5 separate regions of the Mus musculus genome follow, and all the other regions are linked to region 1. A link is a contact called in public ChIA-PET, HiChIP or PLAC-seq and promoter capture Hi-C data. All regions are on one chromosome and are shown on one strand. The core of a region is the stretch at or near the end of the contact, and the rest is flanking DNA. Distances in the headings are between cores, read along the strand shown. Region 1 holds the start of Mdm1 (transformed mouse 3T3 cell double minute 1). Region 2 overlaps Cpm (carboxypeptidase M). Region 3 overlaps Nup107 (nucleoporin 107). Region 4 overlaps Rap1b (RAS related protein 1b). Region 5 holds the start of Ifng (interferon gamma).

Region 1 (4,335 bases), core at 855-3,354:
TGGGCTTCACTCTGAGACCTTTGGAGATAAGAAAACCAAAGCAAAGCAAAGCAAAGCAAACCAAACAGCTCTCTAAGATGCTTTACCATTTCCTTAGTAGAGAGAATGAGAGGAGAGAGGGTCCTCTGTGACATAGCTGCAGGCTAAAGTGTCTTTCTCTAGTGGAGACTTAGTAGCCAGCTACCATGGTTGTAGCCGGCAGTAATAACACATCTATAGATATATGGCTGTTGGAGAGAGTCTCTGTGATGCTGCTGGGCATACTGTGCATGGCTGTACATGCCAGTGAGGCAGTTCACATTGAATCTTGAAAAATGTGTGTGGGATTTTGGAATCCACTCCATCCTTGTGGTTTTTTTTTTGGCAAGAGTTGTTGGTAACACAGAGACTACATAATTTATTCAGTGTTCAAACCTTTTTTTTTTATTCCATATCTTTGATTCATTTCCCCAGGGTGGGGGGTGGGGGGAGTTGATTTTTGCTTAACCGTGACAAAGTAAACATTTCTCCCTTGAGTCCCTGCAATACATCTCTAGCAAAGCTGGGTGTCACCAAGTCATCTTTACCAACGGCCACATGCGTTTCTTGTCATTGATTCCCTGCCCAGCAGAGCTTTATCCCAATCGCCTTTGTTCCTTTTTAAGCAGACAGGCTATGTTCTTCTACCTACTTCCCCTGAGACTGTGTGGTGACAAAGCTTTGTGTACAATCAGAACCGGCTCTGTCCTATCCTGTAAGGTCCTGGCTGGCTTCCTGCAGGGGGTTTCATTTCATGTTCCACTGTGTCTTGCCTGTGTCATTTTTAATTCACAGGACTGGGGTTCTGTCCTCACCGATTAACATTAACGAAAGGTCTCCTGGATGCATGGCAGCACAGGGTCTTATTTAATATTCTCTCTGTTTTAGATATCAGGTGGCTTCTTCAAATGAATTTTTAAATTATCTCCATGATAATGAAGAAGATCGGAGACATCAATTAGGAGCCAAGAAGAGGAGTCTGCAGGAAGCACTTGAAGGGACTGGGAAGGGTTGATGGGAACATCCCAACACAGGACAAAGGTAAATTCATTATTCCTAGAAGAACCCCGGCAACCTTCTCTCCAGACATATGTCTGCCTTGATCATCTTATCTTCCTCTTCTTGCAGTTGTAATTTTCAAGGCCAAGTCTGAAAATTACCCCTGAGCCTCTTCTAATCATCTCTACCCTCAGGGACCACTCTGCTTCAAACTTCCCATTCATGCCTCTCACTTGGAAAGCGAGCCCAGGACATAGTATATTATGATCGACTAAATAATGTATTTAGCATGTCTGGGTAATTTTTTTTCTGGACTTTCAGAATTAGCAGTGTTTCACGATGGGCAATAACCTATAAAAGTCAAATGGAATTTTATTTTTATTTATTCTTTCAAGACCGAGTTTTTCTGTGTAGCCCGATACTGGAACTCACTCTGTAGACCAGGCAGAGATCTCCCTGGCTCTGCCTGCCCAATGTTGGGACTGGTGGTGCATGCCTTTAATCCCAGCACTATGGAGACAGAGCCAGGTAGATATCTTTGAGTTCCAGGCCAGCCTGGTGTACAGAGGGAATTTTATTTTTAAAAAGGATGAGTTGGCTTTGCGGTCTTAATAAACTTTACTTGAATCATCCTAGGTCGTATGTATTTTTGGACCTATCCTTTTTGACCCAAGGCTCGTGTAACGCTTCTCTCCTTAGCAACTTCTTTTCAGCCGGGTACTCTAGGGGCAATTTCCTTTATGGACAAAGAGACTGTGGGTTCTGTCGTGCATTCTGGAATGCCAGGCACACTTTCACGTTCTGTGATGTCAGGGAGCTGGAACCAGTGAGGTAGGCTCTTGCCGAGCCCGGCCACACTACACAGACAGGCTGCGGTGCGCGCACTGCGGGGACTCTGCCTGCAGCCTCCTGAACAAAGCTCCCGCGGGCTCCGCCCACCGCAGCTCCGGTATCCTCATTGGCCAGCTCTTCGCCCGCCATTAGGGAGCGGGGCCGTGCCCTTACGAGTGCTGGTTGGTCTAATCGTAATGACGGTGAGGGCTGCCATTGGTCTTTAGGCCTCAAAATGGGCGGAGCAAGGCCGAGAGGCGGGGCGGGAGGGCGGCGCGGAGTGCGCCGGCGCGTCGTCGGGGACGCCGGGTCCAGGATCTTGCTAGGGAACCAGTGTTGTCGCGTCGTCCCGCCCCCTCGGGGCTTTTGCTCCCGTTAACTGTCGGCGGGGCAGGCTCCGCAGCGCAGGGCGACATGCCGGTGCGCTTCAAGGTGAGGCCGGGGGCTGGGCGGCGGGTGGCGGGGACGCCGCGGGGTGGGTGCGTGACGCGCCTGTGCCGTACCGAGCCTCCTGGCCGGAGCCTGTGCGGGGCGGAGGATGCTCCGGCCGGTGGCCCAGCGCGGAGGGGCGGGTGGGGAGAGTTCGATGGGGGCCTGACGGCGTCAGTCTGGGGTCGCCAGGAGCGGAGGCGGAAGGAGGGCCCTTGACAGTGGGACGAAAGGCTGCTGTCGGTGTAGGACACCTGTGGTTCCTCTTGCCGATAGCATTCAGCTCCTTTCCTGCAAAACTTTAAAGCGCGCGGGTCTTTTAAACGCTTGGGAAGCGGGCCCCAGTAAAAGGAGAGCGTGGGTAGGTGTGCAGCCTGCTAGTTGCACGTTTGCTTTAGGTTTTGCTCACAGTTCCAGATAGCTGTCTGTGTCTAACGCCTTTCCACGCAACAGGTGGCCACAGTGTTTCTGTAATCCCGGACTCTTTAATTCTAAAGTGCTTGCCAGACAGAGTGGGAGGGGAACACGTCTTTCTCTAATTGCCTTTTATTAAAAGCCATAACATTATGCACTCGATGAATTTAGGATAAACCTCTAGTGAGGACTTAGGTTTGTTACCACACTTTGGAATCAGAGAACCAGTTATAGCGCAGCCTCATTGAGGGACTCCGGCTTGTCTGGCTCGGGTGGTTGTGAGGATTAAGGGGCTACTTAGCCCAGGGCTGGGTAAATATTAGCTATTATTAAGGAGCTTGACTGGGGTTTAATTCTCATTCTTGGGCCTTTCAAGAACACTCTTCAGAGGTTGAGGTTTTTTTGTTTTTGTTTTTCTTTCTGATGCTAAAACACCTCTTCACTACACTGTGCTCAAATTGCACTTTTCATTATAGGGGCTGAGTGAATACCAGAGAAACTTCCTGTGGAAAAAGTCCTATTTGTCAGAGTCTTATAATCCCTCAGTGGGACAAAAGTACTCATGGGCAGGACTTAGATCGGATCAGTTGGGTAAGTTGAGCAAACCAATAGCTATCATAACTTGAATAAACCTTGGGTTCTGTTTACAAAACAATTAAAATCTACCTGTGTTGGCCTCATGTATAATTGGCAAATATTTATTGATGCTATACTGCGATCCCAGAGTCCCTTATGTACAAACAAACAAAAACAAACAAACAAACAAAAAACACAAAGAAACTCATCAAATCGAGTTGTATATAAAATAGCATGATATCAAAAAAAGTTGAATAGTAAAACTGAAGGGGAAACGCCTGAGATTGGTTGTTCTGAAAGAGGCTTTTCTGGAAATGTTTGAGCGGAGAGGAGCAAGCCTGAGGGTGAGGACTTTCAAAGACTTGAAGAATGGAAGGGTAGGTAACAGAGGCATGGCTGGAACTTGCTGGTTTTGGTCAGTGCCATGAGTTCAGAAATCATGTTCTTCCTCTTACATAGGCTTCGTCTCCTGACCTCAGAGAATTTGAGCCCTCGGGCCAAGGTTTCCTACTGCACATTGAAAGAGTGGACTGACTGTTCTATCTACTGTTTCTCTCTCACCAGCTAGGATATTGGAGAGTAGGCCTCTGTCTCCTTGTTTGTCAGTGGAGGCGCAAGGCTTTGAGACACCCTACTTTAACTTATTTTTATTTTTTATTAATGCAAGTATACCTGTGTATATCATGTATGCATGCAGAGGCCAGAGAACCATCCTGGGTGTTGCTCCTCAGGAAGGCCGCCCACTTCATTTTAATACAAGGTCTCTCACTGCCCTGGAGCTCACCAGTTAGACTAGGCCTCCTGGCCAGAGAACCCCCGGGGTCCACCTGTCTCTGCCTCTCCAGTGCTCGATTATAAGAGCATGCGGCCACACTTAGCCTTTTTGCATGGGTCCTATGGGGTTAAATTCAGGGTTTTGTGCTTACAAGGCAACTGATCATATTATCAGCCCTCAAACCAGATTTTAAATTAATGAATACATCTGAATTTAGATATACAATAATTATAATTTTGAGCAAATCAAACTTGCAAAGTGGGCTGTAGGAAGCTCCACTATCCAGGGTTGAA
Region 2 (4,335 bases), core at 685-3,184, 460 kb before region 1:
CCCTCTTCTGGCCTCTGTAAGCACTGCATGCAAGTGGTAGACACGTGCAGGCAAAAAAACCGCTCTTGTGCAAGGTTTTGGGTTTGGTTTTGTTTTGTTTCTTTCTTTCTTTTTAAAAAGGAGGGGTGGGGAGTGAAGTAGAGTTATACACCTTAGGTCAGTGGCAAGGAGAATGGGAGTAAGTTGAAGGAAGAATCTACTCACAATCTTGATATCCAATAAGGATACTCTAGGCTTGGTCCAAAAAAAGCACCTTTACCCCGGCACACTGAAAATGACCGTGGCAGAATCAGTCGTGGCTTCCTCCATTTAGTCTTTTCCTTCACTAGATGCTGAACCCCCTCTCTGTTCTTACTTCATTTTGTAATTCTTGGTAGCATTTGCACCAAAGGCCTACATCAAGAAACACTGGCAACTTTCCGGGCGCTATAGCCCCGGAGGCGTGGACCGCTTTCAAGCCACGCATGCACCGCTCAAAGGGGTGGAGATCTGTCTTCTGCGTGGACCTCACACCCATCTGAAATCACTCAAGTAATTGTTTCTTGTTCCTTCTCAGGTTACAGTCCCTGGACACGACTCCTACCTCACGAAGCTTACTATTCCAGGGAAATCCCAGCCCTTCAGTGCTCTTAAAAAGGATTTTCACCTCCCGCTGCGATGGCAGCCGGATTCCATCTCCGTATCCAATCCTTCGTGCCCGATGATTCCGCTGTACAAATTCATGCCAAGCCACTCGGCTGCCACAAAGCCTAGTCTGGGCGTGTTTTTCATGACTCTTTTGTACGTATTTTTTAAATAAAGCAAGGTGTGAAACTCGACTTCCGGGAATCAGGGATTGGTTACTCCCGGTTATGGCAACCCTCCCTCCTGTGGGACTGCGATTGGGACAGACTCCACTGTTTTCCTTAAGAAGAAAACCGGATGTTTCCAAACCTGGCCTAGAGCGACCTGTAACGACCAAATCCATCTTCAGTCTGGATAAAGTGGAGGTCACTGCTTAGCTCATGCTGCCCACACAAACGCCACCCCGAAGGAGTCCCAAACACTTGTAAGAAAGTTCAGAAGCAAAACAGATATCCCTACAAGAAAAACAATTTGTCTACGGAGAGCCACGTGGATCAGAGCCGCAAGGACGGGCACTTTCTGGTCACTTGCTGTGTTACGACCTTTCGTGTTATTTGTAGAGAGCTGATATTGTCTATAAGTGGTTCTCCCCAAAGGAAGAAATTTCTAGATAACGGGACTAAGAGCATTTACTCTTGCCAATGGTCTAAGGCCAAATGAGAGAAAATGGACAAACATGTCTGATGTGGGTACAGATGCAGTGGCCTCTGTCTCCCGTGCCTTTGCCCTTGCCCCCTGCACCTGATGCCACAGTCCTACGAAGATGACCCCTCCTGTATAACCCCAGTCCCTTGCCTGAGCCTCAGATGCAACTCCAGCTGCTCACCAGACACACCCACCTGACTACGATGCCTAGGAACTGCAGTTCATCCGGTTGACTGTTGAGACGCCATGCAAGGCTGTTCGATTCCCATATCCAGTCACTGGAAGCTGCTGTATACAGCCTCTCCAGGCCAGTTAGCGTCCCTCCGCCGCTGACCCAGCTGCTGCTCATGGGTATTTTCGCCAAGTCCGTCTTCCACACAGAACCTGGGGAGCTGGGCTGCCCAAAGCTCTCCTGCTCCCTAAACACAACACAGTAAGTGCTCTCGGTCCCAGGTCTGGATTCTGATTGTGTCACGTCTTGTTTCCTGCTCAGTAAAACTCCATTCCATGGGGGGTTAAGAGCACTGACTGCTCTTCCAGAGGTCCTGAGGTCAATTCCCAGCCACCACATGGTGGCTCACAGCCATCTGTAATGGGATCCGAGGCTGCCTTCTGGTGTGTCTGAAGACAGCAACCATGTAGTCATACACGTAAAATAAATAAATTTTTTAAAAGGAAGAATTCCAAGCATCGTCTTCAACGGGGAAGCCCATGGAGTTCCAGGTGGTCAAGTTCAAGGCCGATCCTTCAAAGAAGTTCCTTTGACTAGTGACTTTACAGCATCGTGGTGTGGAACTGCTCTGTGCTGGCCTTCTCTAGCACGCCATGAGCTCTTTAAGACAAGGATCTGCTTGAGAAATAATTTCTCAGAGTCTAGCCAAAAAACAGGAAATAAATGGATGGGGAAGTGTCTCAGCTACCGCTACAGACCTTTCCAGAACGCTAAGGATCTGAGTAATTTTGTGTAAATGCGTTTTATGTTTGGCAACATTCAGCTTACTAGTACACACACACACACATACACACTTTTCACGTGTATGTCAAAGAACAAAATCCAAAGATAAATGCAAATGGGTGAGCTGTGAGGCTTGAGGGAAAGGCATTAGCTGTTAGCCAATCTGCCTTCTAGACCAGAAAACAAATTCTTACAGTTCGAAGTAAAGTGTCCCCTGTAAAAGTAACTTTATTCTAACATTAGAAGAAGAGAAAGCTGGGCGTGTTGGCGCACACCTTTAATCCCAACACTCAGAAGGCAGAGGTGGGCGGATGTCTTCGTTTACACAGACAGACCCTGTCTCAAAAGTAAATAAATTAAAAGAAAAAAAAAAGGATAAATATCAAACAGGAACATTAACAGTAACTCCGAGGTGCAGGTTTCTAAGTGACATGCATTTCCCACAGGAAGTAAGAACATGCGGGGTTTGACAGGCGATGAAGGCTTGAGACTCTAAAGAGATACGTGGGCACCCTGGTGCCCTTTCTTGGTGCCAAACCTAATCTATATTTTAATATCAATAGTCTGCATAGCTTTTTAACCGCTTCTAAATTTGGAAATAGCATGAGTATCTTGATCATTTTATTTAAATAAGCATTAACTTATATCCCAGAAGGCGCGTATTAATAGTTCAAAAAGGGATCTGGGTATATTACATTTGAAGTATATATATAAGACGAAGCCAGGTGTGGTGGTGAACTATTATCCCAGCGCTTGGGAGGCTGAGGCAAGATCGACACAGCTCAAGGCTAGCCTGGACTAGCCATCTTAGAAAAGCAAAACCAGTAAGATATGTAAGAGCAAACTTGGTTCGCCATCAGCTGGTGTTCTGAGTTCTGACTGGTTGACCCTTTCCTAAGATTCCGTGAAAGGAAATGAGCTGTTCGCTGAGCTGCTCATGGGCCTAACCGGAGACTTGGTACTGAAACAACTTGCAAGTGCCCGTGTCTTACCAGAGACTGTGCCAGGGCTTTGCACAGGGCCATTGAGCCACAGCTACGTCTTTATTTTGTTACTTTTTGTTCAGACACAGCATTTCACTAAGCTGTGTAGCCTGCACTTGGAACTCATAGTAAGCCAAACTGGCTTTGGATCTGCCTGCCGTAGACGCTGGAGTAGCTATTACAGACCTGGTCCGCTGTGTCCATATTCAGGTTACATTACTTAAATCAGAAATATATATCAAAACCCAGTGTAAAAATCACTAAAACAGGGTGAGGGGTGTAGCTCAGTGACAGTGTACTTAGCATATGCAAAGGCTTGGGTCTAATCTCCATTAACTACCCCCAAGACAAAACATAACCAGGAAATTATTCTGTTGCCCTCTGCCAGGTAGAGAAAGCAGAAGGAATACTTGGGTCTGTAACTGTTTTGAAAGCAATATACCTTACTAAAGGTGACCTGAAAACGGAAATGCTGGTTACCAAAAACCACGTCCTTTTCAAGGAAACTTTCACAAAGTGCCTAGTTTACATGCGTGCCCATTTTTGAATTGAGATGGTAAAATCCTAGCACCCAGGCAGCAGAGGCAGGTGGATCTCTGTGAGTTCAAGGCCAGTCTTTTCTACAGAGTTCTGGGACCGCCAGGGCTACGCAGAAAAACCCCCGTTTCAAACAAGCAAAAACAGTCCCAGTTTTCTCAGACTCTGCCTGTACTAAAATGGTATTAACATCAGATCTGCTTTCCAATGTATGAGCTGAAGCTGGGTTGAGACGTATCTGTTTCTAGGAAAAATATACAAAGCCATATAGCACACTTATTTTCCTATTGCAACAGGAGTTTCATTCTCAGTCTCGGAGGGGGCATCTAGTGAAGGTTTGTGAGCTCAATTCTGCCTTCCTGGTGACCTCAGGTACGGGAGAGAATGATGCTGGATTAGGTGAAGAGCATCGGGTTCTTGGTGCCTACAACAGATTCTTCACCGAGTTTGTTCTAGACTTGCATCACTAATAAGATGCTGTACTGTGTCTCACAGGCCGTTTAATCAAACCTTAAGCTCACAAGCCAACCCACAGCTCTGTGCGAGAGACTTCATGCGGGTTTTTGTTTAACAAGCTTCTAAGTGATTCCT
Region 3 (4,335 bases), core at 474-2,973, 380 kb before region 1:
CAAACCCAAAGTGAAAGCCTGCCCACAAAGGCCAACCGGGGAACTGAGAAGACAGCTAGGTGGGTAGAGCCTGCGTCGCATAAACGGGAGGAAGCGAGTTCAAATCTCCAATGTGATCGACTGAAAAGCTGGATGCTGTAGCTTGGGTGTGGAACACAACTTCTGTGGGGAGATGGAGGCAGAGGGAGGGGAATCCCCAGAAGCCCCCGGGCCAGCCAGCCTGTCCCAGGCACGGGAAACAACAGAGACCCCACTTCAAAGCTCAGTGGAAGATGGGACCAACGTCAGAGGCCACCCTGACCTTCACACCACGCTGTGGCGTGCGCACCTATGCCTGAGCAGATTCTCCTTCCCTTTCTCTAACGCACAAACATAACTTTTTCATGTGAGTAGATATAGGGGATAAATATGATAAAAGTACCTATAAGTATTCATTTGAAAAACAATATAGCAAAACTCATTATTTTATGTAATATACACCTAAAAAGAAATAATAGCTAAAATTCTATTTTTTTTAAAGATTTTTTTAAAAATTTATTTATTATATGTAAGTACACTGTAGCTGTCTTCAGACACACCAGAAGAAGGCGTCAGATCTCATTACGGGTGGTTGTGAACCACCATGTGGTTGCTGGGATTTGAACTTCGGACCTTTGGAAGAGCAGTCAGGTGCTCTTACTCACTGAGCCATCTCACCAGCCCTATATCTAAAATTCTTAACTACTTACCTGCTTCCTTAGCCAGCTCTAGGCACTGGTGCCGCTGCTCAAATTCCGTAACACCTTCCAAAAATAAGGCATACTGGGCCACGGCGAGGTCTTGAGGCAGATGACAGGTATAGAACGCTATGAGGCTTGTGTGCTTCTCGCTTATTAACAGCTACGGAACACAAAAATCACAGGACACCAAGTAAGCTAGCGGTGTTTTGAGAAACCTGTGCTTCCGAACTGCAAATATAGTTAGGAAAGCCTCAGATATGTGCTTCAGACCATAATGCTTTTCTAGAAATGCACTCAGAAAGGTTCACAGATCTCTATGGTGTCCACAGTATTAAAACAGCGTCACTGGGGGCTGGAGAGAGACTGAGGTTGAGAGCACGTGTTGCCCTTTGAAAGGACCCAGGCCTCGCCCCCAGTACCCACATGATGGTCCACAATCGGTCATTACTTCAGTGTTCTCTTGTGAGCATACAAAGACACATTGCGCATACAAACATGCAGGCATAATACTTATAAAATAAAAATACATGTTAAAAAACAGTACATTTTGATTTTTCATTAAAAAAAAAACAAGTTGTAGATTCTAAAAGCTTACCTGTATATATGTTTTTAGAACTTCAATGGAAACTTCTTCCTTCATAGAAAAAATACACAATCCAGTTACTAACATCACCACTTACAGGTACAATAATAATACAATTTCTAATACGAGTTTTACTTGTAAACGCATGAAGAAATGTACTACTTACACTGAGTGGTAACCACCCAGGCTAACTGCTTATGAAGCATGTGCACTGCTTCAGTTCACACCACCAACCAACCAACCAACCAATCAGCCAGCCAGCCAACCAACCAACCAGCCAACCAACCAACCAACCAACCAACCAACCAGCCAGCCAGCCAACCAACCAGTGGCTCTTTAAACATCTAAGTACTGTGTATGCAACCTAGGGGGTCAAGCTCTCTCAGTCCATTATGCAAGTTCCAGCGACTGAACAAGTCACGAGGCTTGGTGGCAAACATTCTTTACCCGCTAAGAGGTCAGTCTCTCAGCATGTCTCCTTGTGGGTTTTATGGAGGAGGAAGTTCTTATATGCCCAGGATTACACAGCTAGCAGTTACAGAGCAAGGATCTAAGGTCAAGGTCCTCAAGTCTAAGGCTGTAGCTTTTCACTGTCACTGTGCTAGCTCTCACGTGCACCTCTGCTACAATGTTATCAAACATTTAGAAAAAAGAAACACAAGGCGGATTTCTGAGTTCGAGGCCAGCCTGGTCTACAGAGTGAGTTCCAGGACAGCCAGGGCTACACAGAGAAACCCTGTCTCGACAAAACAAAACAAAACAAAACAAACAAACAAACAAGAAACACAGAAAGGAAAGAGAAACTATTTAATTCTCACACAGGATTTATTTTGGTTCCATTAGCTTAGCTGGATACCAAGGAGGACTAATTTCTTTAAATTTGGGCAAGCAGCAGCATTCTCTGGCCATAGACTAGAATCTACAAATCACTCCCAGTGAGTTACCAAAATAGGTGAACAAATGAGATGATGCTGACGTCAGACGCCATCTAGAAAAGGCTGAGGCACACAAGGGAGTTTTCTGGAGATGGCCCACTATTCTGCATGGATTCTATGGGTGAGCTCTGAGAGGCCAGGGCCCGAGAGACTTCCTCCCAGGATTGCTTCTTGTGGCTAATATGCCTTTTCTTCTCTTTCTTCTTTTTTAAAGATTTATTTATTTTATATATGTGAGTACATTGTTGCTCTCTTCAGACACAACAGAAGGCGGCATTGGATCCCATTACAGATGGTTGTGAGCCACCATGTGGTTGCTGGGAATTGAACTCAGGACCCCTGGAAGAGCACCCAGTGTTCTTACCCACTGAGCCATCTCTCCAGCCCTACTAATATGCCTTTTCCTGCACTATTACAGACCCTGGCTTTTGGCCACAGAATAATGAGAGAGTTCCCAGAAGCCTTCAGTCTCCTCCCGCCTCCTGCCCCAACAGGAAGAGAGCGCTATAAGACCAGAGATCCGCAGGCTTTGCACTTTGTCCAATGCTGTGGTGCCTCGGCAGTGCCGCTGCAGGCCAGGTCGGGTCCCGGCAGCTGGTGGCAGGTGCTGGACTGCAAGGGGGAGGGAGGCAGGCAAAGCTCAGCTGCCCACCTTTACTTACTGTACCCACCTTGGTCTGGAGGCCTAGGGTGCGGAGAAACAGAATGAGGTGTGTCATGAAGCGGAGCAGGTGTCCGGGCAGACTGCTTCCGCTCTTGGACAGCCATTTGCTAAATTCATCCATCAAACCTACAAAGCCATCAGAGCAAAGGTTTGGCAGTGAGAAACAATCAGGGGAGAAAAGTGTCACCAAGGGCATCCCAGATCGCCTATGGTATCTGACAGGCTCACTGCCAACTCCCACCACAGGACGTGCGCCAACACGAAAAAGGGTTCAACTCAGATTTGGCCTCACAGTAACAAGTAAACGTGGTTACACGTGAGGGGTGGATGTCAGCGTGGGACTAGAGAGTCTTGTGTACCACTTCAAGAATGGCCATTTCAAACAGGCAAATGAAGAACTCAGGCGAAGTAAAATAAACCCGCATCTTACCATCAACGTCTCCCAGGATAAGGAATTTCTGAACTATATGGTAATGCTCTTGATTCTCCTCCAGAACTCTCTGAAAAAAAGTTTTACATTGCCATAAATCTTCTGCATTCGTCCTGAAGGATGTACTCACTGCTAATGTTAGCTTTTCATGGGAGACACGTCCAAAGCTAGAAAGGAAAGGCTTAGAAAGATCAAAAAAGAAAGGGAAGGACTAGGCCTTTAGGATCTATATATTCATGGCACACAAACCCAGAACTGAGCGATATCTCCCATAAAACAATCTAATCTTAGGGAGTGTAATTCTGGCTTATTATCTTTTTAAAACACCCACTTATTTATCCCGTGTGTGTGCATGCATTTGTGTATAGGCATGCATGCCACAGTGCCACTGGAGGTCAGAGGACAACTTGTGGGAGTCCATTGTGTCCAAATACCATGTAGGTCCTAGAGAGGAACTCAGCGGCCAGGCTCAGGCCGGTGTTCGCCCACACTGAGCCACTTGTGGGCCCAAACTCACTACTCTTTACATTTTATTCCTGTTTATCTTGGCATACCTAGAATGGCAAACTAGAATGGAAGGAGCCGCAGGTCTTAGACAAAACAAACGACAAGCAGCGCTATGCAAAGCCATTTGAGGTTATTTTCTTTACACCTGACACTAAGAGCAACAAAACACAACACCGTAGTCACCAGACACAGGTGAGTGAACTAGGTAACTGCCATGCTTTTCTTTTTCCTTCTCTTTTCTTTTCTTTTTTTTTAGATTTTTCGATACAGGGTTTCTCTGTATAGCTCTGGCTGTCCTGGAACCCACTCTGTAGACCAGGCTGGCCTCGAACTCAGAAATCCGCCTGCCTCTGCCTCCCAAGTGCTGGGATTAAAGGCGTGCGCCACCACGCCCAGCTGCCATGCTTTTCTTAAAAATATGTCAAAAGAAAATTTTTGTGCCAAATATATTTTCTTAGTAGTCAATTGTCTTTTAATGTTTATTTAATTTTTTTTGT
Region 4 (4,335 bases), core at 1,052-3,551, 320 kb before region 1:
GGGCCTGCTGCGTGAACTGACACTCAAGTCACAATTCTGAGGTTGGAATAAATGTAAACGTTCTACTCACTCGTGTGTATAAGTGCTTATGAATTGCTGACGGTGGTAGGCAAGCAATGACAAGAGATAGCACGTGAACACTCCACTAACAAACATCTTTTCATTTTAATTTATATAAAACATTTGATAAGTAAAAACTAAAAAATAAGTCTTTACATTTGTATTAAAACCTAAAGGCCTTTAAAAAGTAACATACCTTTCTATAAGAATCTTCTATCGTAGGATCATATTTTTCAACAAAAATTCCTTGAACAAACTGTACAGTCTGGGAAAAAGTTAAAATAACATTATATTCCAAAAAGAAGAACACATTTGAATCTGTAAACTTTTCTTAATTTTATTTTTGAGGCAGGGTCTTACCATGTGTCTCAGGCTAGTCTGGAACTCAATACATAGAGCACTCTGGCCTGGAGCTTGCAGTGACCCTCTGGCCTCTCCTACCCAAGTGTTAGATTATGTGCTTGCACCACTATGCTCAGTTTAAATCTGTAGTTTTAAATTACAGTTAACTATTTGTATCTGTGGGTTCCATAACCAACTATGGATCAAAAATAATTCAGGATAAGGACAAACCAGACCACGTGTGCACTGATCATATAAAGTTTGTCGCTGTTAACTACACAGTGTTAACAACCACTTACTACACATCTATACAGTGAGTACAACAGTGACTCAAAGAGCATTTGTGCAGTGTTGGCACTGTAATTTTAACCCATAAACACAGTCAACACATCTCCCCATTACTGCAGATACAAACAAAAAAGCAAATGAATATTGTATACACTTCTCAGTCTGATTTAAGGGTGGTTAAATCCTACACAGGCGGTCTGTTTGTTTGTCTGTCTGTCTTTGAGACAGGGTTTCTCTGTGTGGCCTTGCTGTCGAGGGCCTCACTCTGGAGACCAGGTGGCCTTCAACTCCCGTAGCTCCACCTTCTTCTGCCTCCTGAGTGCTGGAACTAAAGGCATGCACCACCATGCACAGCATTAGGTGGCCATTTAAAAAGACCAAGTAAGATGGTTTATCTTATCGGCAGTAAAGAGAAAGTCAATCTACGTTTGTTTTGAAACACAGTCCCATGTAGCTCAGGCTGGCCGTTAACTCTGGATCTCTCTTTGGCCTCAAGTGCTGGGCTTGCAGGAGTGCACCACCATTCTCTTGGTCTGTGTTCTTGTGGTTCTTTGCTAAATTCTGATTTACTTAAGCTAACTCTGTCTGTCTCCCTCATCACATCCAACTGTTTCTTCTAAAGCTAACCCTTGCTAGGGAAAAGATGCCCATTAAACAATACAAAACTACATAGAGAAAGGCTTGGAAAAAAGACTAATTGCAAATACACACACACACACACACACACACACACACACACACACACACACTTACAAATTTAAACAAAACCCTCAATTTCTCTATATTGCACTAACATGCAAATATACACACATGTGTAGGCCGCTACTCTCTGGAAAGCTTAAACTTAATTCTCATATAACATAAATGCTATGCAGATACACCTAATAATTGTCTAAAATTACAAGAAAAATCTTATATTTCTTGTCAAGTTATGGGATCTTACCTTAATCAGACCAAGACAAATAACCAAAATCATATCTTACAAGAGCTGGGTGTGGTGTACACACCTCTAATTCCAGCACAAGTGAGGACTGTCACGTGGTTAGGGCCAGTCTAGTGTACCCGGAAAAAACTGTCTCAGGAAACAAAACCATAAACAACAAAAGCTGAGCTGTAGCTTGGCTGGAGTGCTCTGCCCCCTGCGGGAAGCCCTTGGTTCTATCCACATCACTATAGGAATGGACGTGGCCTTTAAAGCTGCAACCTCAGCCAGCATTCCCAGAATTATGTAAAGGCAGAAGTAGGAATTTAAAGTCAAGATTTCCATTTGACTACTAAATATGAGAACAAAACAAAAGCCACCTCAGTAGAAAAGACCATAGTGAAGTGAAAAGCTTCCACTGGGCAGGAACGACTTACCAGGGCTGACTTCCCAACGCCTCCTGATCCAAGCACGACGAGCTTATATTCACGCATGGTGCACACTGTCACACTTAGTACCTGGTTAAAGAAGAAGGAAAACAATCTTTAAGTCTTGGTATTTATGTGCTCTTTATAAGACAGCCAGACTAACAGCTTTACATAAAATGATTACTAGACTAGATTCCCATGGGAGCACTGTGCAAGTTTTCTACAGAGTTAGGTTCAAAGTGCGTGCTGTCTCGGTATAGTGCTTGCTGTCAACGCCTTGGCAACTCGAGTCTGATAATCAATCCATGTAGAGGTGGAAGGCAACAGCCAAGTCCACAAAGCTATCCTGATAGTCCCACATGTGATGATGCACATGGTACATGTACTCACACATGCATGTCACACACATGCATAATAATAATGAGGGAAGATACAAAGAGTTACAGACAATACTTTTTAGTTCCCTCTTTTTGGGGCAGAGAAGTATAGTAAATAGCTTATGGGCATGTGACACCACTCTGTTTAGGCGACCCATATACCCTTCTTGACCTGCACCAGAGCAGGCACTAGCCACAGGGAGTTCTAAGACTCCCCTCGCCCCCAACTGTGAGCATCCAAAGACCCACAACTTGCATCCAACTACAAGCACGCTCCACCACAAACAACAGGGTATGTTTTTAAATCTCCCCTAGCAAGTCTCAAGAAGCCCTGTGTCATGGACAGAGAATAATCCTAGATACATTAGGAATAGCATGAGAGGGCAGATCTGCCCTGAACTAGTTTTGGGACATTGTGCAGTAAGGCAAACTGTGCTCAGTGAACTTTTAGAGAATTCCTAAGTACCATCTTATGTTTACCCATAGCTGGGCATTGTATATGATTAAAACTGGATGCATCACGAGAAAGGCAGTGAGCAAAACCAGCCAAGCAAAACAGAGACCCCACCCCACAGCCTCATATTCCCTTTGCAGTCAAACGCCTCCTCTCCTGCCAAGAGCCCATAAAGCAAGGCCCGGGACAACGACCTGGAGCCCTGGGTCCTCCTAATTGAAAGCCTACTCATGTCTCTGCAGCACACCTGACATGTACTATTGCTCTGCTTTTCCCTTGTTAGTATGCAATCTATGTGCACTTCCTTCAATTTACTAATTAAGACCCAAGAATCTAGAAGCAAGCATTAATAATAATTTCAATTAGAATATCCAAGGGAAAAGGAGAAGAAAAAAAGAGGGTTGGGGTGGTGGCTGAGAAACATCACTAAGAGCTTTTTACGACTTACAAGCTAACATGACATACCTACCCCTCTTTTCTCAAACCATCTTAAGACAACAGTAAACAACCTGAACCACATACAACTATCAACTGTAAGTAGCTGAGAACAGGCATATACTCAACGAATAGAGGAAAATCCCTGTTCCCTGGGACAATGTTCTAGAAAAATGACTGTGACATGTAGAACTGGAAACACAGCATCCAGGCACGATGGCGCATCCCTACAATCTCAGAACTCTTAAGACACAGGCTTGAGGCTAACCTGAGCCACACTGTAAGATCCCAGCTCTACAGTTCTTCCATTCTGCAGTCCATGATAACTTACTCCTGCCTCTGCAAGTTTGCCAATCTTTAAGTTTCATAATTTACCTCAAATCATAAAAGCAGCAGTCTGCTCTGCCCAGGGGAGGCAGTTTTCTAGTATGGTCAGTTTTTTGCTTAAGTAAGTAATAACTGTATGCTTAGTATTTCCTGCCTTCTCATGCTGAAGACCCTCACAGCCTCACTTCAGAAAGCTCCCCAGGTCTAGCAGCACTGTCAGAGGCTCTCATCTGACTCCTTGAGCTCATCTCCCTGACCTGCTACAGCAAGACTTGTAACCAAGTAGCCTATGGAGAAGGCAGCTGGCTTTCTGATTCGCACTGTGAGTGGAACCACTTGTCAACACTGTTTGATTCTTTGCTCATCTATCTGTGAGGTTTTGTCTCACATTTGTTTTGGCCTGGGTGGTCTTGCTTTCACCTGTTACAGAGAACGCAGGGAAAAGGCCCCATAAGCTTTTCAAGCTGGCCCATTGGGGACTGAAGATGAGTAAAACCAACCATCAGTTCAGGCAAACATGAGGGACTAAGCTCAAACTTCACCTGGATCACCTATAAAACCCTGATGGTGACAATCATTTTATCAGTTTGTAATCATTTTGCCTTCTAACAGATATTTTGTCGGGGGAACCTCACAATCTACTGGGAAACCTTTATTCTCCTGTTTGTTTTTTAGTGGTAGGGTCTCATTCCAGACCAGGAT
Region 5 (4,335 bases), core at 766-3,265, 300 kb after region 1:
AATTCACAGAGATTGCTGGCTTCTGTCACCTGAGTGCTGGGATTAAAGGTATGAGTTACCACGACCCTGCTAGATTTTTTTTTTAAGACAGATTCTCATGATTCTTAAACTGGCCTTCAAGTCTCCAGCAGCAGAAGGTGACCTCGCACTCATGATCATCTTACCTCTGTTTCCATCTGTATTTCATGCCTATTTTAAGTCAGGGTTTTTATACAAGCACTCTACCAACCAAGAGATGTTCCTGACTGTCAAAACAGAGATTCTTAGGTAAACATTCAAATGAATATTTGTGTGTGTGTGTGTGTTGTTTGTGTATAAATCTTTATGCTTATGTATTTGAGGGAAATAAATTGTGTCACAGAAGCAATGAAACACTTTCTGGTTTTAAGGAAATTAGTGGGCACTGGGATGGGGGTAGGGGGCATGCATAGTTACCTCGTATATGAGACTGGGGAAATTGAGAACCCATGAAGCATAGAAACAAAGTGCTAGCCCTGCCCAGAGGATAAAGTCTGATTTGAAGCTGGAGGCTTGGGGGAGAACCAAAACAGAGGATGGTTTGCATCTGGGTCAAGATAACTGGGTACCACTCTGAGATGCTCAGATGAGGGAAAGGGGGCACATGGCCAAAGGAACTGCACGAACAAGCTGCATAGCGTTGTTAAACATCTGACATTGCCAAATAACCATCAAGTTTTAATTGAGCCACTAGGAATGCCGGGAAGAATTCTCTCAACTTTCCATGGAGCATTTGGTTGAGCCTTTGGCTGAAGTCCGGAAGAAAATGCTAGTGTTAAGCTCACTGTATAAATGTGGAAACTGAGTCACAGATCATAAAGATGCTGACTCAAGACCCCGAGGCTAGAATATGAATGGTTCAAGTCTGCACCCATAGCCACTGTGTAATGTTAATGAATACAGGAAAGGCAGGGATGAATACACGTGGGCTGGCACTGAAGAGCAGAGGGCCTCCTGCCCCATCCTCAAGGATCGAATTTCATAGATAAGTTACCAAAGACAGAGAAGGAAACTTTTAGTGTTTGAACTTGATGGGGGAAACAATTTTCAGTTATTAATCCTTATTTGGGACAAGTGTGTGTCTAGTGCTGGACTAGTCATTGGGATAGCCTTAGCCACATGTGGGTATGAGAGTTAGAAACATGGCTAATCCTGAAGTGATTTCTGCTGTGTATATAGGATAGCCACTAGGCTTTAAATATTTAGTGGCAGAGGAATTGAAACTCTTATTCATCATAAATCTTGATACACATTGATACCTTGGGTGTGTTGAGTGAAATACAATATCTAATGAAGTATTCTTGCATTTTTACTTTTATTTCATTTTGCATTTTTTCCCTTTTATTAATGGAGGAACTAGATGATTTTATTTTACCTATGTGGTCTGCCTTTTCTTCTTTCTGGGCACGTTGACCCTGAGTGATTTGTAGTAGGTATTTTACTAATCACCTCCATTGAAGGGCTTCCTCACCACATTGGCTTTTTAACCATACCCTTTCCTTGCTTTTCTGGTCATTTGCAAGAAAAGTTTGAAAAGGCTTCCCCCATTGCATGGTTTGAGAAGCCCAAGAGTTTCCTCATGGTTTGAGAAGCCCAAGAGTTTCCTTTTATTCAGCCGTCCCCAACCACAAACAAAGGCTCCCTGTGCTGTGCTCTGTGGATGAGAAATTCACATTACAAGGGCAAAAAGGGGGAGACGTAAAAGCAATTTCCAGCCCCCACCCCAAATGGTGTGAAGTAAAAGTGCTTTCAGAGAATCCCACAAGAATGGCACAGGTGGGCACAGCGGGGCTGTCTCATCGTCAGAGAGCCCAAGGAGTCGAAAGGAAACTCTAACATGCCACAAAACCATAGCTGTAATGCAAAGTAACTTAGCTCCCCCCACCTATCTGTCACCATCTTAAAAAAAAAAAAAAACCAAAAAAAAACTTGTGAAAATACGTAATCCCGAGGAGCCTTCGATCAGGTATAAAACTGGAAGCCAGAGAGGTGCAGGCTATAGCTGCCATCGGCTGACCTAGAGAAGACACATCAGCTGATCCTTTGGACCCTCTGACTTGAGACAGAAGTTCTGGGCTTCTCCTCCTGCGGCCTAGCTCTGAGACAATGAACGCTACACACTGCATCTTGGCTTTGCAGCTCTTCCTCATGGCTGTTTCTGGCTGTTACTGCCACGGCACAGTCATTGAAAGCCTAGAAAGTCTGAATAACTATTTTGTAAGTATGAATTCTTAATAATGCTTGTGGTTGGTTGACCGTGGTTGATGTTGACTTGCTACGGTGAGCGCCAGGCTGCCGTCTCTGGTCCCCAGTCATTTTGAGAAGATGGGGTGCTACGTTGCTATTTGCTGGAGAGGTGTTTATTGACTTAATGATCTCAATATCGATTTAACCCTCTGTCCAACTTACTACGGAGTTAGAGGGCAATTACCAATCTTCCCAAAGATAGGCATAGTATAGGTCCAAGGTACAAAGATGCTGATGATTTTGTGATTTCTTATCATTTAGTTGTGATAAAAAATATCCTTACCTCAATGGTTCTTATTCCTTCAGACGTCTTGAAAGTGATAGTGAGAGATGGATATTACCACCAAAACTACGCAGGGAAACAGCTTATCACTTAAAGTAATGGGAGGCAAAGTTCTTAATGTTTCTGTTTAAGAAATGCCCCCCTCCCCCGAAGTTGTTTTACCCTGAGGAGTAATTTTGAAATTCTACTACAATCGAATCAAAGCCAGCCGCTTGGTGAGGTTTAATGAGACTCTATATTTCTCAGAGTTTTCAGGATTTTCTCTTTTGTGATTTTTTTTTTAAATTAATGGTTAACAGAAGCAAATTTTATATCCTTAGAATTTTATAATTTGTCCCAAATGTATATACTAGTATACATATAGCTATTAGCATAATGTTCAAGCATCTACGGTCAATCCTCTCCTCACAGTGTAAATCAAGCTGCCTCCCGTATGTGTTTGGAGCTATTTTTTAAAGTAGCAATGAAGCCCTATTACAGCACAGACTGATGTTTCAGAGGCCTGGACCATAAGGGGGCAGTGTGCACAGTGGGATGATTCTAATGATTTTCTCTCTCCCTTTCTTAATTTGAGAGTAAGTTTCTTTTTAGCTCACTATGGTTACTTGAGGGTACTTGAAACCTCGTCAGCTTTGTTGAGTTTATTTGTGGCCTTGCAGTTTCAAGACTGGGCCAGTACATCCTGCAGCTAAAAGAATGTAACAGTAACAGTGTTTGGCTACATGCAGTCTTTTAGGGGATACTTGTTGTTAGAAGTAAGTGGAAGGGCCCAGAAGGAAACCTGTGACCATTATCAGCACTGAATTCAACAAAACTTGATAGATATTTTCAGGGCAATTGGTGAAATAATTACAAATCAATTTTTTTTCTCTTTTCCTCAGAACTCAAGTGGCATAGATGTGGAAGAAAAGAGTCTCTTCTTGGATATCTGGAGGAACTGGCAAAAGGTGAGTTGAATATTTCTCCTCTCCCAGTTTCCCTGTTGTTTCTAATGGGTCATTTCTTAAAATCCTCCCTTTGTGTTATTTCCCAAGGATGGTGACATGAAAATCCTGCAGAGCCAGATTATCTCTTTCTACCTCAGACTCTTTGAAGTCTTGAAAGACAATCAGGCCATCAGCAACAACATAAGCGTCATTGAATCACACCTGATTACTACCTTCTTCAGCAACAGCAAGGCGAAAAAGGATGCATTCATGAGTATTGCCAAGTTTGAGGTGAGACGGCATTGCAAGTTGCTGTATTGTTGGCTTTTTATTTTTCATTGTCTCTAATTATCAAGCGGTAGAAACTAACTACTCATCAGCTGATAAAGCTAGGAGGTGAAGCAGGATCTCATGTTTCCCCACTGCAGACAGATTGGGAGGACTTTTTTTTGTGTGTGTGTCAATTTTGGAAAAACACAGACAATCAAACTATTGCCCACATGCTGGGTAAATGCACTGAGGAGGAGGCAGAATAGGGGAGCATTGAGCAGAGCTCTTGTGGTCCCCCCTGGGTGTGTGATGGAAACTCTTGCTTAGGCTGGGAGGTTGTGTGTTAGTGGAAAGAGCAGTGGGTAGGAGGGAGTGAGAAGACTTGTATCCTCCTCCTCCTCCTCCTCCTAGTTAGGCCACAAGGAGGAACGCTGACTACAGATGACTCACACGACTGGCTGGGGTGCAACTGGGATCGCTACATAAGTTTTATCTCTTTTGTCAAAAACAAAACAAAATGAAACCTCCACAGTGTCAAGGGTAGAAGACGAGGATGAGGGAAGGAAAGGAATCAGGCTCTGAGGAGACTTC

Evidence for each region. Promoter capture Hi-C pulls out the DNA fragments that hold promoters and counts their contacts. ChIA-PET counts read pairs in DNA pulled down with a chosen protein or histone mark. HiChIP or PLAC-seq counts read pairs in DNA pulled down with a chosen protein or histone mark.
Region 2: a contact with region 1 is called in a promoter capture Hi-C map of hematopoietic stem and progenitor cells, with 2.9 times the contacts expected there. The contact joins the enhancer-like site here to the promoter of Mdm1 in region 1. A contact is called at or near these places in 12 of 39 promoter capture datasets (the 3T3-L1 cell line, 3T3-L1-derived adipocytes, the C10 cell line and 8 more), 1 of 484 Hi-C or Micro-C datasets (embryonic stem cells), 2 of 115 datasets of contacts at active chromatin or transcription factors (large pre-B cells and memory CD8 T cells) and 3 of 9 other capture datasets (adipose tissue, embryonic stem cells and liver).
Region 3: an H3K4me3 HiChIP or PLAC-seq map of bone marrow-derived macrophages shows a contact between it and region 1, with 4 times the contacts expected there. The contact joins the enhancer-like site here to the promoter of Mdm1 in region 1. A contact is called at or near these places in 17 of 39 promoter capture datasets (the 3T3-L1 cell line, the C10 cell line, the HPC-7 cell line and 12 more), 1 of 484 Hi-C or Micro-C datasets (bone marrow-derived macrophages), 12 of 115 datasets of contacts at active chromatin or transcription factors (the 230-238 cell line, the SCID.adh cell line, bone marrow-derived macrophages and 8 more) and 3 of 9 other capture datasets (adipose tissue, liver and pancreatic islet).
Region 4: a contact with region 1 is called in a promoter capture Hi-C map of the C10 cell line. The contact joins the enhancer-like site here to the promoter of Mdm1 in region 1. A contact is called at or near these places in 13 of 39 promoter capture datasets (the C10 cell line, the HPC-7 cell line, HPC-7-derived erythroid cells and 10 more), 2 of 15 datasets of contacts at CTCF or cohesin (CD8 T cells and the NIH/3T3 cell line), 10 of 484 Hi-C or Micro-C datasets (B cells, the G1E-ER4 cell line, Th17 cells and 6 more), 16 of 115 datasets of contacts at active chromatin or transcription factors (the 230-238 cell line, the SCID.adh cell line, bone marrow-derived macrophages and 11 more) and 4 of 9 other capture datasets (adipose tissue, embryonic stem cells, liver and 1 more).
Region 5: a contact with region 1 is called in an RNA polymerase II ChIA-PET map of memory CD8 T cells, with 39 read pairs. The contact joins the promoter of Ifng here to the promoter of Mdm1 in region 1. A contact is called at or near these places in 2 of 39 promoter capture datasets (embryonic stem cells and hippocampal neurons), 2 of 115 datasets of contacts at active chromatin or transcription factors (effector CD8 T cells and memory CD8 T cells) and 1 of 9 other capture datasets (embryonic stem cells).

The regions. Positions count from the first base shown.
Region 1 is chr10:118,139,683-118,144,017 of GRCm38.p6, forward strand. Mdm1 (transformed mouse 3T3 cell double minute 1) reads left to right here and starts at 2,105. Exons shown (of 14, transcript NM_148922.3): 1 at 2,105-2,280; 2 at 3,168-3,282. The coding sequence starts at 2,263.
Region 2 is chr10:117,682,722-117,687,056 of GRCm38.p6, forward strand. It overlaps Cpm (carboxypeptidase M), which reads left to right. Exons shown (of 9, transcript NM_027468.1): 9 at 557-4,335. The coding sequence ends at 799. Among named protein-coding and RNA genes, the nearest start is that of Gm25709, 23 kb to the left of the region's middle. Within about 2 kb of position 1,935, at least 13 of the 459 cell types and tissues checked have an H3K27ac peak or open chromatin away from gene starts, as enhancers often do. A contact at or near this core is called in hematopoietic stem and progenitor cells, where this site is marked.
Region 3 is chr10:117,763,003-117,767,337 of GRCm38.p6, forward strand. Nup107 (nucleoporin 107) reads right to left here. Exons shown (of 28, transcript NM_134010.2): 18 at 3,332-3,401; 19 at 2,909-3,027; 20 at 1,315-1,353; 21 at 729-879. Among named protein-coding and RNA genes, the nearest start is that of Slc35e3, 19 kb to the left of the region's middle. Within about 2 kb of position 1,724, at least 12 of the 459 cell types and tissues checked have an H3K27ac peak or open chromatin away from gene starts, as enhancers often do. A contact at or near this core is called in bone marrow-derived macrophages, where this site is marked.
Region 4 is chr10:117,822,545-117,826,879 of GRCm38.p6, forward strand. It overlaps Rap1b (RAS related protein 1b), which reads right to left. Exons shown (of 8, transcript NM_024457.2): 2 at 2,050-2,130; 3 at 257-325. The coding sequence starts at 2,106. Among named protein-coding and RNA genes, the nearest start is that of Rap1b, 21 kb to the right of the region's middle. Within about 2 kb of position 2,302, at least 16 of the 459 cell types and tissues checked have an H3K27ac peak or open chromatin away from gene starts, as enhancers often do.
Region 5 is chr10:118,439,031-118,443,365 of GRCm38.p6, forward strand. It overlaps Ifng (interferon gamma), which reads left to right and starts at 2,016. Exons shown (of 4, transcript NM_008337.4): 1 at 2,016-2,235; 2 at 3,430-3,495; 3 at 3,583-3,765. The coding sequence starts at 2,125.